Regions from separate parts of the Mus musculus genome. Here all the other regions are linked to region 2. The links are chromatin contacts, called in public HiChIP or PLAC-seq maps. All regions are on one chromosome and are shown on one strand. Each heading gives the region's core, a stretch centred on a gene start, on an enhancer-like site or on the middle of the called end of the contact. The rest is flanking DNA. Distances are from core to core; before and after follow the strand shown. Region 1 holds the start of Slc7a7 (solute carrier family 7 (cationic amino acid transporter, y+ system), member 7). Region 2 has its middle 19 kb from the start of Oxa1l. Region 3 holds the start of Mmp14 (matrix metallopeptidase 14 (membrane-inserted)).

Evidence for each region. HiChIP or PLAC-seq counts read pairs in DNA pulled down with a chosen protein or histone mark.
Region 1: an H3K4me3 HiChIP or PLAC-seq map of embryonic stem cells shows a contact between it and region 2, with 16 read pairs. The contact joins the promoter of Slc7a7 here to the enhancer-like site in region 2. A contact is called at or near these places in 21 of 39 promoter capture datasets (the 3T3-L1 cell line, 3T3-L1-derived adipocytes, the C10 cell line and 14 more), 6 of 484 Hi-C or Micro-C datasets (the HPC-7 cell line, bone marrow, extraembryonic endoderm stem cells and 3 more), 5 of 115 datasets of contacts at active chromatin or transcription factors (bone marrow-derived macrophages, embryonic stem cells, intestinal crypt epithelium and 1 more) and 3 of 9 other capture datasets (adipose tissue, liver and pancreatic islet).
Region 3: an H3K4me3 HiChIP or PLAC-seq map of embryonic stem cells shows a contact between it and region 2, with 14 read pairs. The contact joins the promoter of Mmp14 here to the enhancer-like site in region 2. A contact is called at or near these places in 24 of 39 promoter capture datasets (the 3T3-L1 cell line, 3T3-L1-derived adipocytes, the C10 cell line and 14 more), 3 of 484 Hi-C or Micro-C datasets (bone marrow, memory CD8 T cells and pre-B cells), 2 of 115 datasets of contacts at active chromatin or transcription factors (both in embryonic stem cells) and 3 of 9 other capture datasets (adipose tissue, liver and pancreatic islet).

The regions. Positions count from the first base shown.
Region 1 is chr14:54,407,355-54,411,755 of GRCm38.p6, forward strand. It overlaps Slc7a7 (solute carrier family 7 (cationic amino acid transporter, y+ system), member 7), which reads right to left and starts at 2,849. Exons shown (of 10, transcript NM_001379499.1): 1 at 2,724-2,849; 2 at 1,149-1,694. The coding sequence starts at 1,650.
Region 2 is chr14:54,339,399-54,343,581 of GRCm38.p6, forward strand. No RefSeq gene overlaps it. Among named protein-coding and RNA genes, the nearest start is that of Oxa1l, 19 kb to the right of the region's middle. Within about 2 kb of position 1,648, at least 6 of the 459 cell types and tissues checked have an H3K27ac peak or open chromatin away from gene starts, as enhancers often do. A contact at or near this core is called in embryonic stem cells and stem cell-derived epiblast-like cells, where this site is marked.
Region 3 is chr14:54,429,133-54,433,718 of GRCm38.p6, forward strand. It overlaps Mmp14 (matrix metallopeptidase 14 (membrane-inserted)), which reads left to right and starts at 2,466. Exons shown (of 10, transcript NM_008608.4): 1 at 2,466-2,841. The coding sequence starts at 2,734. Mrpl52 (mitochondrial ribosomal protein L52) reads left to right here. Exons shown (of 5, transcript NM_026851.2): 5 at 450-618. The coding sequence ends at 596.

The sequences.
Region 1 (4,401 bases), core at 1,599-4,098, 69 kb after region 2:
AGACCCTGTCTCCAAAAAAAGGAGGAGAAAAGGAGGAGGAGAAACCAAAACTCCTGAAAGTGCATAAAGGATAAGTACCACAGTGCACCATCTACCCATGACCATCTCTAAATCTAAGCAGCCGAAACTAGTGTACTAGGCCATAGACAGGCCTGCAGCAAGGACATCTGATCAACGCTAGGAGTTACAGCAATACAGGTACAATGGCATCACCCTACTTCATTTAAAAAATAAAAAAAAATAAAAAATAAAAATGTGTGTATATATATATACACACACACACACACATATATATATATATATATCCTTGAAGAACTATTAGGAAGAGCATGCCAATTGCAATAGGCAACCAGCATTAGGGAACACGTGCTGAGCTGCTTTCTTCCTTTTGCAGGGGGTGGAAGATTCAAGATAAGTTTTCTCTGTGTAGCCCTGGCTGTACTGGAACATGCTCTGTAGACCAGGCTGGCCTCAAACTCAAAGAAATCCACAGACTTCTGCCTCCTGAGTGCTGGGCCTAAAGGCGTGTGCCACCACTGCCTGGCTCTACCTTCATTTTTTAACACTATATTAAGTTAATCGTTTTTTTGTTTGCTTGATTGTTTGTGACATGGTTTCACTGTGTAGAGCAGGCTGGCCCCAGAAACCCATCTTGTTGCCTTCTGGAATTAAAGGCATGCTCCATCACATCCAACCTGTTTGCTTGCTTTTTGAGACAGGATCTCTTCCATGCAAGGCTGGCCTCAAACTTGCTAAGAAAGAAATGACCTTAAGCTACTGGCCCTCAAGAAACCTCCCAGATGCTGGGGTTAGAGGTACTAAGCAGCACACAGTTTATGTTGTTCTGGGGAATGAAAGCCTACCCTCGTACATGCTAGGCAAGCCCTTTAACTGGCTGCTTCCCTAAACCTTAAACTACATTGAACTGAATTTTCACGCAAAACTCTTTAGGAGTAGCACTGGCCAGTGAGCCTGGAGCTTCCAACTGAGGTCTTATTAAGCTACACTCCCGCAGTGCACATTACTTTTTACAATTAAAAAAGCTGTTGTAGGCAATCATTTCCCAGCTCCTCCTCCTTGGCTGGACTCACACACCCCCACTTCTACCCAGTCCTCCACAACACCAATCCTGCCCCATCTCTACTTACAGATGCAGGCAGCGGCCAGCAGGCGGCCGGCGGCATAGGGAGCGCCACAGCTCGGGAAGAGGGGCTGCACCATGTAGTTGGCAAAGGTGATGGCAATGACGGCCTGGCTGGTGGGTTCAATGATGAGCAGAGAAGTCCAGAGGCGGATGAACGCAAGGAATCCCCCGAAGGCCTCCAGGATATAAGCATAGCTGGCCCCGGATTTCTTAATGGTGGTACCCAGTTCAGCGTAACAAAGGGCCCCAAAGACGGAGAAAATGCCCCCGACAGCCCAGATGACCAGTGAGAGGCCAAAAGAGGCACTGTACATGAGCACACCCTTAGGGGAGACAAAGATGCCGGAGCCGATCATGTTCCCCACTATGAGACACACGCCATTAAGCAGGGAGATCTCCTTCTTCAGTTTGACCTGCTCCGCCACTGGGCTGGCCCCATCCCCGAGAGCAGAGCCATCGTCGGCCTCGTGCTGAGCAGCCACTTCATACTTGGTGCTGTTGACCATGGCGAAGAGAAGGAAGACCTTCACCAGCTTGCTCGCATTGCCCTCTAAGGAAGAAAGAAGGCTGTGTTGGTCACTGCAGAATCTCTCCCTCCCACACCACAGGGCCCAAGGCAGTCAGCACCCACCAGTCCAGACACCCTCCTCACTTCTGTCTCCCCGCAACACCCAAGGCATGTCAAAATGACCCCGGCTTGGCTTTTCCCCCACAAAAGGGGAAAACATGCTAGCCTTAGGATGTAGCATACCTTATTTATCAGACAGCTGAACCCTCAACCTGTTATGACACAGGACAGGCATGAATGAGGCAGTTTGGTAAAACTTTTTTCTGCCTCCCCCTGACCCCCAAAGTCTCTCCCCTCTGATTTCAGTTTCAAATGTCCCTGCGCTGAGATGCCTGTATGAGGAACCAACCCTGAAACCAACTGATTCGCTAGATCCTCTTTTTGCTGATTTGCTGTTCTTTCCCCTAAGGAGTCTGTGTGCTGGGCTGAAGCTTTTAAAGCGCTCCTGCTACGGATGCACAGCCACCTCCCTGCTCGGGAATAGCCATTAACAAATGGTCAGCTGGCATCTTAGATGTTGGCAAAGCCCAAGCAGCCCCACCCATCCTGGAAAGAAAAAAAAAAAAAAAAAAAAAGACAGGAGATTGATTCGCTTTGTACTGCTTTTCCATTCCCAGATACCTGTCCCAGCCTCTAGCATCCCAGGCCTCCTGCTGCCAAATCTCTCACATCACACCAGCCAAAAAGTAGGAATGATCTTTCAGAAGGGTGGCCCAAACACACAGCAGAAACCAGAGATGACTGGAGGCAGTGGGTGGTGGCTGCCCACCCACCATAGACACCCACCATAGAACTGCTGGAGACATATCAAAGCAAACCAAGGAAAAGAAAGAGCTAAGGCCAGACAGCAGATGCCCTGAAATACAGAGCTAGAGACAGCTGCACAAAATAGGAAAGCAATCAGACAAATGGCGAAACACTACAGCCAGAGGCTCTGTAGCTCGAGGAAGTGACTGGACAGACAGAGAACAGCAGAGGGTTTAGCAAGGGGACAGGGTGGGGCACACTCACTCCCTGGCTCTGGATATAAGGAGGTTCCCACAGCAATGGCCAGCCGCAGTCTCTGAGACAAAGAGGCACACACACCCTCCAAGAACAGAGATCTGACAGCTCCTCCTTCCTCCAGCAGTAAGAGGGAAACCCAGACAAACGCCTACCGGATTTAAGTCAGGTCAAGAAGGGAGGAGGAGGTGAGGGAGCTAGGAAAGGAAGGGGTGAGGAAAAGGGAGAGGAGCGTTAAGCAACCCTCTGGGTCCAAGGTTCACAGGCCTTTCATATCTGCGAAAGGGGCAGCTAGGAGCTCCTGGCTCAGCACTTTCTGTGATAAGAAGGTGCTCGATCAGGAATCTCCTTTGTCAGCTCTGCCCCGGGACAGGAGGCCCAGAGGAAGGGACAGCTAACTAACTGGGTGTGCTCTCTGAAACCCCAGAGAGTCTAATAAGTTACCAAGTACAGAGCACTGGTGGCACAGACCTCTCCCCATGTGTCCTCCCTCCATGGCCCACCCAAACTTCACTTCTCTCTCTCACCCGAAACAAGAAAGGCAGGAAGGTTAGAGAATGGGACGCATTGTTCACAGGCTGAGATTGGCGGAAGTATGGGAGTGGTTCAGACGCCCCATGTGGCGCTCTAAGTGAGATCGCTGTACACTTCCCCATGCAGAGAAAGGGGTGGCTGCCTCTAAACCGGGGCATCACCCCCAAAGTCTGACCCTCGAGCGATTTCAAAAGAAATATGGTTCAGAAATGAGATCAAACTTCTAGATCCAACTCCATTCCACCATTATGCTCTTTCATTCTTAGGGAAACACACTACAACCTCTGGAGCGCCCAAAACTTCCTATGTAGGTCTCAGTACAAGCTTTCCTCCATTTCTTAAAAATATATGGAGGCCCAGACGTGAATGGCTCATACCTGTAATCCCACATCCAGAAGGTTGAGACAGGAGGGTCCTATTTGGTTAAGGCCAGACTAGAGACCCCATGTCAAAGGTGGGGGAGGGGGAGAGGGGCTGCCAAGATGAAGCCCATGATGGAAGGAGAAAATTTCCTACTGTTCTACGAGCGTGCGCGCACTACAATAAAAAAATTAGCTGAGCACCGTGGTACACACCTTTAAACCCAGCACTCTGGGGGCAAAGGCAGGGAGCTCTCTGAGTTCAAAGATCAAGGACAGCCTGGTCTACAGAGTGAGTTCTAGGGCAGCAAGGGCTATGAGGAGAAACTCTGCCTCAAAAGAAAAAAAAAACAAGCTAACATAATAATAATAATGTGTGTGTGTATGTGTGTGTGTGTGTGTGTGTGTGTGTGTGTGTGTGTATGGAAAGTTGGAGTATAGCTCAATGGTAGAGCGCTTACCTACCCCCAAGGCACAAAAATAGTGTGGAAATAAGGTTTCACTGAACTATGTTAGACAGGCCCAGAATAAACAGAAAAAGTTCTACAATTTGAAATCACAGTTTATTCTACCTTTATAATCGACTTTAACTCTGGTATACTGAGCCTTTTTTGGCAGCTTACCTGTTCTGAAACCCAACTGTGTATCCCTTCTTCTTCTACCTCTTCTTCACTCTTTGGTTATTCTACAGAAATAGTCAGAGACAGTTCATCTCTATGCTCACTCACCCTCCCAGCCCAGCCCCTTGATGTTCTTAGCTAAACCGAGATGGGATGCTGGGCTTAGGCCTCCCA
Region 2 (4,183 bases), core at 398-2,897:
CTCAATTTAAAAATGGGGTATAGAACAAAAAAAAGAATTCACAACAGAGGAATTTTTTTAAAAAGATTTATTTATTTATTATATGGAAGTACATTGTAGCTGTCTTCAGACACTCCAGAAGAGGGAGTCAGATCTCGTTACAGATGGTTGTGAGCCACTATGTGGTTGCTGGGATTTGAACTCTGGACCTTCGGAAGAGCAGTTGGGTGCTCTTATCCACTGAGCCATCTCACCAGCCCAACAGAGGAATTTTAAATGGCCAAGAAGCACTTAAGGAAATGTTCAAAGTTCTTAGTCATCAGGGAAATGCAAATCAAAATGACCCTGAGATTCCACCTCACACCAGTCAGAATGGCTAAGATCAAAAACTCAGGTGACAGCACATGCTGGTGAGGATGTGGAGAAAGAGAACACTCCTCCATTGCTGGTGGAATTTCAAATTGGTACAACCACTCTGGAAATCAATCTGGCGGTTCTTCAGAAAATAGGAAATAGACCTACCAGAAGATCCAGCTATACCACTCTTGGACATATACCAAAAAGATGCCCCACCACACCAGAGGGACACATGCTCCACTATGTTCATAGTGGCCTTGTTTGTAATATCCAGAATCTGGAAACAATCCATATGTCCCAAAATGGAAGAACAGATACAGAAAATGTGGTACATTTACAAATGGAATACTACTCAGCTATTAAGAATGAGAACATCATGAGTTATGCAGGCAAATGGGTTGAACTAGAAAATACCATCCTGAGTGAAGTAACCCAGATCCAAAAGGACATACATGACAGGAGCCTAGCATAGCTATCCTCTGAGAAGCCCAATCAGTAGCTGACTGAGACAAATGCAGATGTTTACATTCAACCATTGGACTGAAGTTGGAGACCCCTATGGGGAACTAGGGAAAGTTATGGAAGAAGCAAAAGGGGAGGGCGACCCATAGGGAGACCATCAGTCTCAACTAACCGGGACCTCTGGGAGCTCCCAGACACTGAGTCACCAACCAAACCAGGCAGCATACACAAGTGCCCACATACACACACACACACATACATATATAGTAAGGTACTGCCTTGTCTGGCCTCAGTGGGAAAAGGTGTGCCTAATCCACGAGAGAGTTGAGACCCCAGGGAGGGGGGAGGCCTGGTGGTAGGGAAGCATTCTCTCAGAGACAGGAGGGGGAGGAATGGTCTGAGGAACTGTGGGAGGGGGTCTGGGAGAAGGGGCAATGGCTGGATGATAGATAGATAGATAGATAGATAGATAGATAGATAGATAGATAGATAGATAGATAGATAGATAGATAGATAGATGGATAAGAAAAAGTCAAATGGGCGGGGAGGCCAGGAGTGGAAAAAGAAAGAATAAAGCATGGGGGGGGGGGTAGGGGATGGAATCGGAGTTTTTGTTCATGATCCATTAGACTTTCTGGATTTGGACCAGAGTCAGTGCAATAGCTCTCCCCGAAAACAAAAGTGGGAAGACAATAGAGTGACTCTCTTCAGAGTGGCTGGAAGGTCTGGATTTTTGGAACGGGTGCCAGGGATACTCACGGTCTTTGTTTAATCTGGAGTTCCAATGTGGGTCTGAGTGGATCATCAGCTGGGCTGCGAGTCAGTTGGGTGTGCCCCACATAGTAGGAGTCAGCTGTGGGACACAGTGCTTGGGTAGGTGAAACTTGGAGGAGCCCAATGTGAGTCCACGGGAGGAGTTAGTTGAACACACATGATATGAAAGAAGTCGGGGTTTCTGGAAGTTAAAGGTTTATATGGTGTAGCCAGCCACCTGCGTCCACAGGTTACTGGGTTCCTGAAAGTAAAGATGGGATTTGGGATGGGAAAGGCAGCAAAAGAAATAACGAGCCAAGACAAAGTTTTCTGATCAAGGCCACTGTTTAATTAAGAGTTTAAGCTTATAAAGGGGGGGACCCATCCCCTACCATGCCAGGATCTCTTTGCTTGTGAGGATCAGCTGCCTTTTGTCAGGAAAAGAGGTTCAACCTCTCAGCAGGTAGTGGCATCTTGGAGGAAAGGTGCAGATGTGGCAGGACAATAGACTTTACCTAGGTCAGAAGACTCCACCCTAGGTGGGCTAGCTGGCTGTGGCAAGCAAGGTCTGAGCCAGCCTGCTCAAGGCTGGGGGAAGGGCACAGTTCCTCCCTTTTTATTTATTAAAAATTAGCTGGACTGAGGCATATAATTTACTTATGCTCCATGGTCCTGCCTGAGAATTATGGTGGCTGTTAGCCATGCCTGTCTTAGGACTAATTGGACTTATTCAGACCCGTCTCAGAGAACATGTGCAGCTTGTGTTTATTTGCACAAACATAGCATTTTAGTGTTGATTATGAACAAACACAGCCTATTGGCACATGCCTCTGTCTTAGGTTGAAATAAGCCATAGACCCAGTGGCCCATCCTTGGCTGCCGGCCCTCATTGCACACCTTTTTCCCAATCAGACCAAAGCCACAATATGCACTCAATGCATTTCTTCATAGCCGTGAATCACTGCCATCTGTGCTTTGCTGAAGGCAAACCTGCATGGAGGCAACTGACCTGCTTGAAACACAAAGTCAAAGTTGAAAGCAGCAAGATTAAGGTAGTCTGTGGGGATGTCCCAGGCACTTAATTCAGTTGCAAATTAGCAGAGATCAAGCCCAAGCTGGGGGGGTGGGGGTGGGGGTGCTGGGCTTGAGAATCAACAGAAAAACTGTTAACTTCTCATGTAAATAGTGGAGGCTATGCTCCAAGTTAACTCTGCTGGCTGATAAAGATTTTTAGCTATCTTCATAATAGGAATCTCCAATATTGGAATTATTTCTAGACCAGTCCATGATTGAGCCAGAATAACTGATCCCATTAAAGGAAAGAGAAGAGTCATTGTAACTCCTCCCTTTGATTCGTTTTCCTAAATCAGTTTCCACAATCTCTCTATGTTCTCTGTCCTTGAAGCAAGGCAGTTTAGCTTGTCTAATCTGGGACATAGGCAAGCAAAGGTGGGTCAAGAACATATATCTAATATAGCTTTCTTGCTACCATTGTCAGGGCACTCAGTAAGCTCACAGGTCAGCGTTATCCTTTTATGTCAGCTTGCCACACCAATCACTCTGGCAGCTAGCAAGCTCTTGCAGCATTCTGTGGAAAAAAACCACAAACATTCCCTCTTCCCCATATTAAATATCTGATAAGGATCATGCCATATGCCGATAAATAGATCCTTTCATCTCACCTAGGCATGAGTATGCCTAGTTGTAGGATACTATAAGGCACTCAGCAAGGAGTTCTTTGGTATCCAAATTTTAAAATTTTTAAAATAAAAAGTGTGATTTAAATAATGTGCATGGGGATATAATTCTCCCCTTTTTTGTTTAAGAAGATATAGTTTTAAAGTTCCACAATACCTTGTCCTTGAGAATTATAAAAAATCCCAGTAACATGGGTAACATTAAATTGTTGACAAAACATCTCAAATGCTGGCTGGTGAGATGGCTCAGCGGTTAAGAGCACTGACTGCGGGCTGGTGAGATGGCTCAGTGGGTAAGAGCACCTGACTGCTCTAACGAAGGTCTGAAGTTCAAATCCCAGCAACCACATGGTGGCTCACAACCACCCGTAATGAGATCTGATGCCCTCTTCTGGTGTATCTGAAGACAGCTACAGTGTACTTACATATAATAAATAAATAAATCTTAAAAAAAAAAAAAAAAAAAAAAGAGCACTGACTGCTCTTCCAAAGGTCCTGAGTTCAAATCCCAGCAACCATTCGTAACAAAATCTGATGCTCTCTTCTTGAGTGTCTGAAGACAGCTATAGTGTACTTACATATAATAAATAAATATTAAGAAATAAATAAGTAATTTTTTTAATCTCAAATGCTTGACTGTAATACCCAGTTCCAATATCTGTTATAATTTGATTTGGAACTCCAAGCATAGAAAAACAATGCAGGCAATGACTAATTACATTTTTAGTTGCTTTTCCTGTTAAAGCAGTTGCAACTAGAAAGCCTGAAAAGGTATCAATAGTCACATATGCATATTTTATTTTCTAAAATCAGAAATATAAGTATCCATTTGCAATTATTGATTAAGTATAAGTCCTCGAGAATTAACACCATTATGTGGAACAGGTAGAAACTGGGAACACTGAGAACAAGTCTCTACAATTTGACATGCACAT
Region 3 (4,586 bases), core at 1,216-3,715, 91 kb after region 2:
CACCAGAAGAGGGCATCAGACCCCATTACAGATGGTTGTGAGCCACCGTGTGGTTGCTGGGATTTGAACTCAGGACCTCTGGAAGAGCAATCAGTGCTCTTAACCTCTGAGCCATCTCTCCAGTCCCTTTTCTTTCTTTCGATGAGGCATGTAGACCAGGCCAGCCTCAAACTCACAAGAGATGGGCCTGCCTTCACCTCCCAAGTACTAGGATCAAAGGATGTATCCCCCTACCTGGCCAAGCTGATGTTTTACTACGACTGAGAAGGGAAGACTGGAGCGGGGCACTCTGCAGAAACCAACAGCTGACCTTCCTCAGCTTCACACCGTCAGCGTGATGCATCAGTATCCAGCTGAACACTTGGCTTTGGGGGGGGAGGGGGAGACCTGCTCAGTGGTACATATGCCTGAGCCCCAGATGTCACCTACTCTCTTCCTGTCTGTTTCAGAGACGAGTTGTACTGCTGACACAGGAAATGGATGCTGGAATACAGGCATGGAAGCTCAGGCAGCAGAAATTGCAGGAAGAAAGGAAGAAGGAACATGATCTCAAACCTAAAGGGACTTTACTGAGAAGCCCACTTCCGAATCAATAAAAAGCAGCTCCTGCCCCACTTTCCCAGACTCTCTCTGGCTTTCTTTTCTATAGTCTGAATGCTTTATCAAGTCATTTTCCCCACCACTTGTATTGATAGCAAAAGACCTTAAAATCACTGCCTGCCAGGCTTGGCCCAGTGCCCTTAGTCCTCCCCATTCCAGTTCAGCCAGATCTTGCTCTGGGATCATTTTGCCCCTAGTGCTGAAGAACGTGCCCAGAGCCTTAACAAAAGCTAAGCACACCACCACCTATCACTTGGCCTGCTTGGGATTTTTAATCAACCACAAGCAACTGCTTTGTGAGAGAAGAAAGGGGCAGCAGCAGTTTCCCTGGTTCACCCTCATACTCTTGTCACTAAGAGACCATGCACAGCTCAGATGCATACAGTTGGCATTTAATGTTTTCTTGAAAAGGTCTTTCCACCTGAGGATCTTTTTCCTTTTTAAGACATGGTCTCACGGTAGCACTGGCTGTCCTGAAACTGGCCAGGTAGACCAAGTTGTCTGGCAATCACAAAGATCCTCCCACCTCTGTCTGGATTTAAAGCCATGTGCCACCATACCTGTTAGAAGTCCCTTTCTTAACAAGCAGCTAGTATCTGGGTACATGGTCCAGGAGACACTCACACTGTAAGGCAGATATAGGAAGGATTAAACTCGGGGTCTTCTGCTGAAGGAGTAATAATCAGACTTAAGTTCCAGAGGTTAAAGAGGGTCCTTGCTTCCCCACCCCCACACACAAGGTCGCTGCCCATGACCTAGCAACCATTCATTGTATTGATCGTGAGCCTCCCTTGGATTCTGGAGGCAAGGACCTTTGTTCCCGTTCCAGTGCTCCGTGTTTGGCTCCCATCATCCACCACAAAGCTGGCAGCTGTGGATCTCTGCAGCTTCCTACCTGGCTTTATTCCTGCCCCCTTCCCTTACCGCTTCCCTTGCTTGCTTTCCTTCCCTCTCCCCACTGCCTTCCTCTCGCTGACCAAATGCAATTCTTGGATCTTACATTTCGCTGATGGTCGAGTTTTCTGTCTCCCACACTTTTCCTGCCTCTGTCCCACTGCTGGTGTGTTTCCATATCTAGTTGTCAACCTCTTATCTGTCTCCCTCTCGGAGAGCCAGCGCAGCCTGGCCTCCCTCTCCCCTGTCTGCCTCTCCTTTTGTTCTCCCTGCCCAGCCATCACGGAAGCTGCGCGCTCGAAGGAACTGTCTCCACTGTAAAGACTAAAGGAAACTCCAAAACCCTACCTCCCATTCCTTCCTCTTCCAACAAATTTCACCACTTCTATCCATCGGGCTTCCCCCGATCCTGTGACCTTGAAGCCCTTTCCTACCCAGGCAGTTCACACTTAATAGAACAGCCAGATTGTAAAAGCCATTAATAAAGGGGTCGGTCCCCCAATTCAAAGTAATTGCGGTGGCTGTTGGGCATGTGGCTTTTGTTACAGTCTTAACTTTGGGGCAAGAGGAGGAGAAGGAGGCTGTCCACAGGTCTCAGCATACAACCCTCTTGTTAGTAAATGTCCCTTCTCCCAACCTTCCTCACTCGCAAGTTAGACTTCATGTCTCCACCATTCCTAGCCATCGGGCTTCCCAATACTTAAACACTCTCAAGTGAGACATGCTGAATACTACGGGAATCAGGCCACCCAAAAAATGCTTAGGAAGAGAAAGTCTTCCGCATCCCGTCCCCTGGGACACCCAGGCTCCTAGTTAGTTGCCGGCTGCGGCCTCAACCCCTGCAGATGGCAGCCTGCACCACAGAAAAGACAAACTTTTTTTTCCCCTTCTCTCCTGCTGTAATTGGATTCGAGCTGAAACACCACGTCCCCACCGAAAAAGGAGGGCATTGGGGCGGGGGCGGAGGAGAGGCTGTGGGAGAAGGGAGGGACCAAAGGAGAGCAGAGAGGGCTTCCAACTCAGTTCGCCGACTAAGCAGAAGAAAGATCAAAAAACGGAAAAGAGAAGAGCAAACAGACATTTCCAGGAGCAATTCCCTCACCTCCAAGCCGACCGCGCTCTAGGAATCCACATTCCGTTCCTTTAGAAGACAAAGGCGCCCCAAGAGAGGCGGCGCGACCCCAGGGCGTGGGCCCCGCCGCGGAGCCCGCACCGCCCGGCGCCCCGACGCCGGGGACCATGTCTCCCGCCCCTCGACCCTCCCGCAGCCTCCTGCTCCCCCTGCTCACGCTTGGCACGGCGCTCGCCTCCCTCGGCTGGGCCCAAGGCAGCAACTTCAGCCCCGAAGTAAGTGAGCTCCTCCGGCCCTTCCCGGAGTTTCGCCCGCCGGGTAGGCGAGCCCGGGGGTCTCCAAGGGGACAGCCCCCGCTGAGAGATGGGCTCTGGGGGGGCTCTGCTGCGCCAGCCTTTCTTTTTCTCCCCTCATCTGCAAACTTGCAAGTTGATCCAACTTTTGCCTGCCTCCAACAACCCCCCTTCCGCCGCCACCGACTCTTTCCCATTCCTCCCTTCCCTGGAAGAACTCTGCAGCGGGGCCCGGGCCTCGCTTTTCCAAGCTCTGCGCGCACTGTGGCACAAGGCGGGAGCCTCAGAGACACTGGACTCCGCGCCGTCCGGGCCGGTGTCACACGCGAGTTGTTCCTTCAGTTTGGCAGCGCTCAGGTGCCCGAGGCCCTGCACGGACGCATCCGTACCAAGTGGGGGCGTCGGGGGCGCCCAAGCTGTACCCGCCTCCCCTGGACCGCCCTCGGTGCGGGCCGCTGGCCCGGGCGTCGAGGATCGCGGCGGGCCGAACTTCCGCGCACACAAAGCTCTTCTTGTGAGCAGCGGGGCTCAGCCTGGCCACCTCCTCCCTCGTCCTCCACACCCCTACCGGCGCCTTGGGGGGCCTTTTTGTTGTTGATAATTATTTTTCTGCATTGATCGCGGGGAGACTAGGGGGAGTCGCTCGCTCGGTGAGTTAGTTGAGGGTTGGCCTGGGTCTCCCCTGAGTGTCCCAACTGACTCTGGCGCCCCCACCCCCATCCCTAACTCTTCCGTGACCATAGCCCACCCCGGTCCTGAAGGAAGCGGCATGGGAGTAGTCCGAGGAAGTTTTCCCTCCCTCTCTTATTTTGGGGTGAAGGTGGGAGACGGATTTAATCAGCTTCTTATTTTGGGCCATCCCAACCCACTCAGCCTGGTGAGGACCTGGGTGTGGTAGGGAAGGGCTGGGAAGGGCCCAAATGAAGGATACGGTCTGGATTTGACTCCCTCTTCTCTGGGCCCAGGCCGGGGCGCACCCTCAGAATGAACCTCTCCTGGGCACATGCTGCCTGTATCACTGAAGAGACCTGGAGCTGAAAGGCCAAGTGTAGCCCTAGGAGTCGGGCCACAGTTGTGCATGGAAACTGGAAAGAGTAAAATCCTCCCTGAGACTGGAAACCAAACCCAATTGTCAGAGAGAGGAGGCAGGCTCCTTTCCCAGGCCTAAAGCTACCATCTTAGCCCCAGAGAGTGCCTAACAAAAGGAGCCTCTGGAAAACTGCCCACTGCCAACGTCTTTTTTTCCCTCCCCAGCCTCCAGTAGGTGCCCTAGGGGAGGCGCGGCAGCCCTGGCTCTGCTCTAAGTGGGTCATGGTCCTCCCAGAGCCAGAACCACCATTTGCTTCTGGCACACAGTAGGGTGGGAAGTAGGGCGGGACCGATCCAGAGGCCAGGATCCAAGACTTGATGTTGAGCTGGAGAGCCCCCACCCTCTCAGCCTCCGAAAGTGGGAGATGTTCCTTGACTTTCTCATAGGGAATACCCTGCGGTTATTGATCAAGACAATGCCAGCCAACCGGGTCCTGCCACCCACCAGAGTTGCTCTGTCTTCCGGCCAAGCTGAAGGGAGAGGGGTTCTGAGGCAGCTAGATCCCTTTCACCGAGCCTCCACAGCTCCAGGACAGCCCTCTCCTCCCAGTTGGTGTGTCTGGTGCTTGTCCCTTCCCCCACTCAGCCGCAGACACCAGAGTCCTCTCCTGTGGTTCCAGTTTCATAGTCTGTGGTTT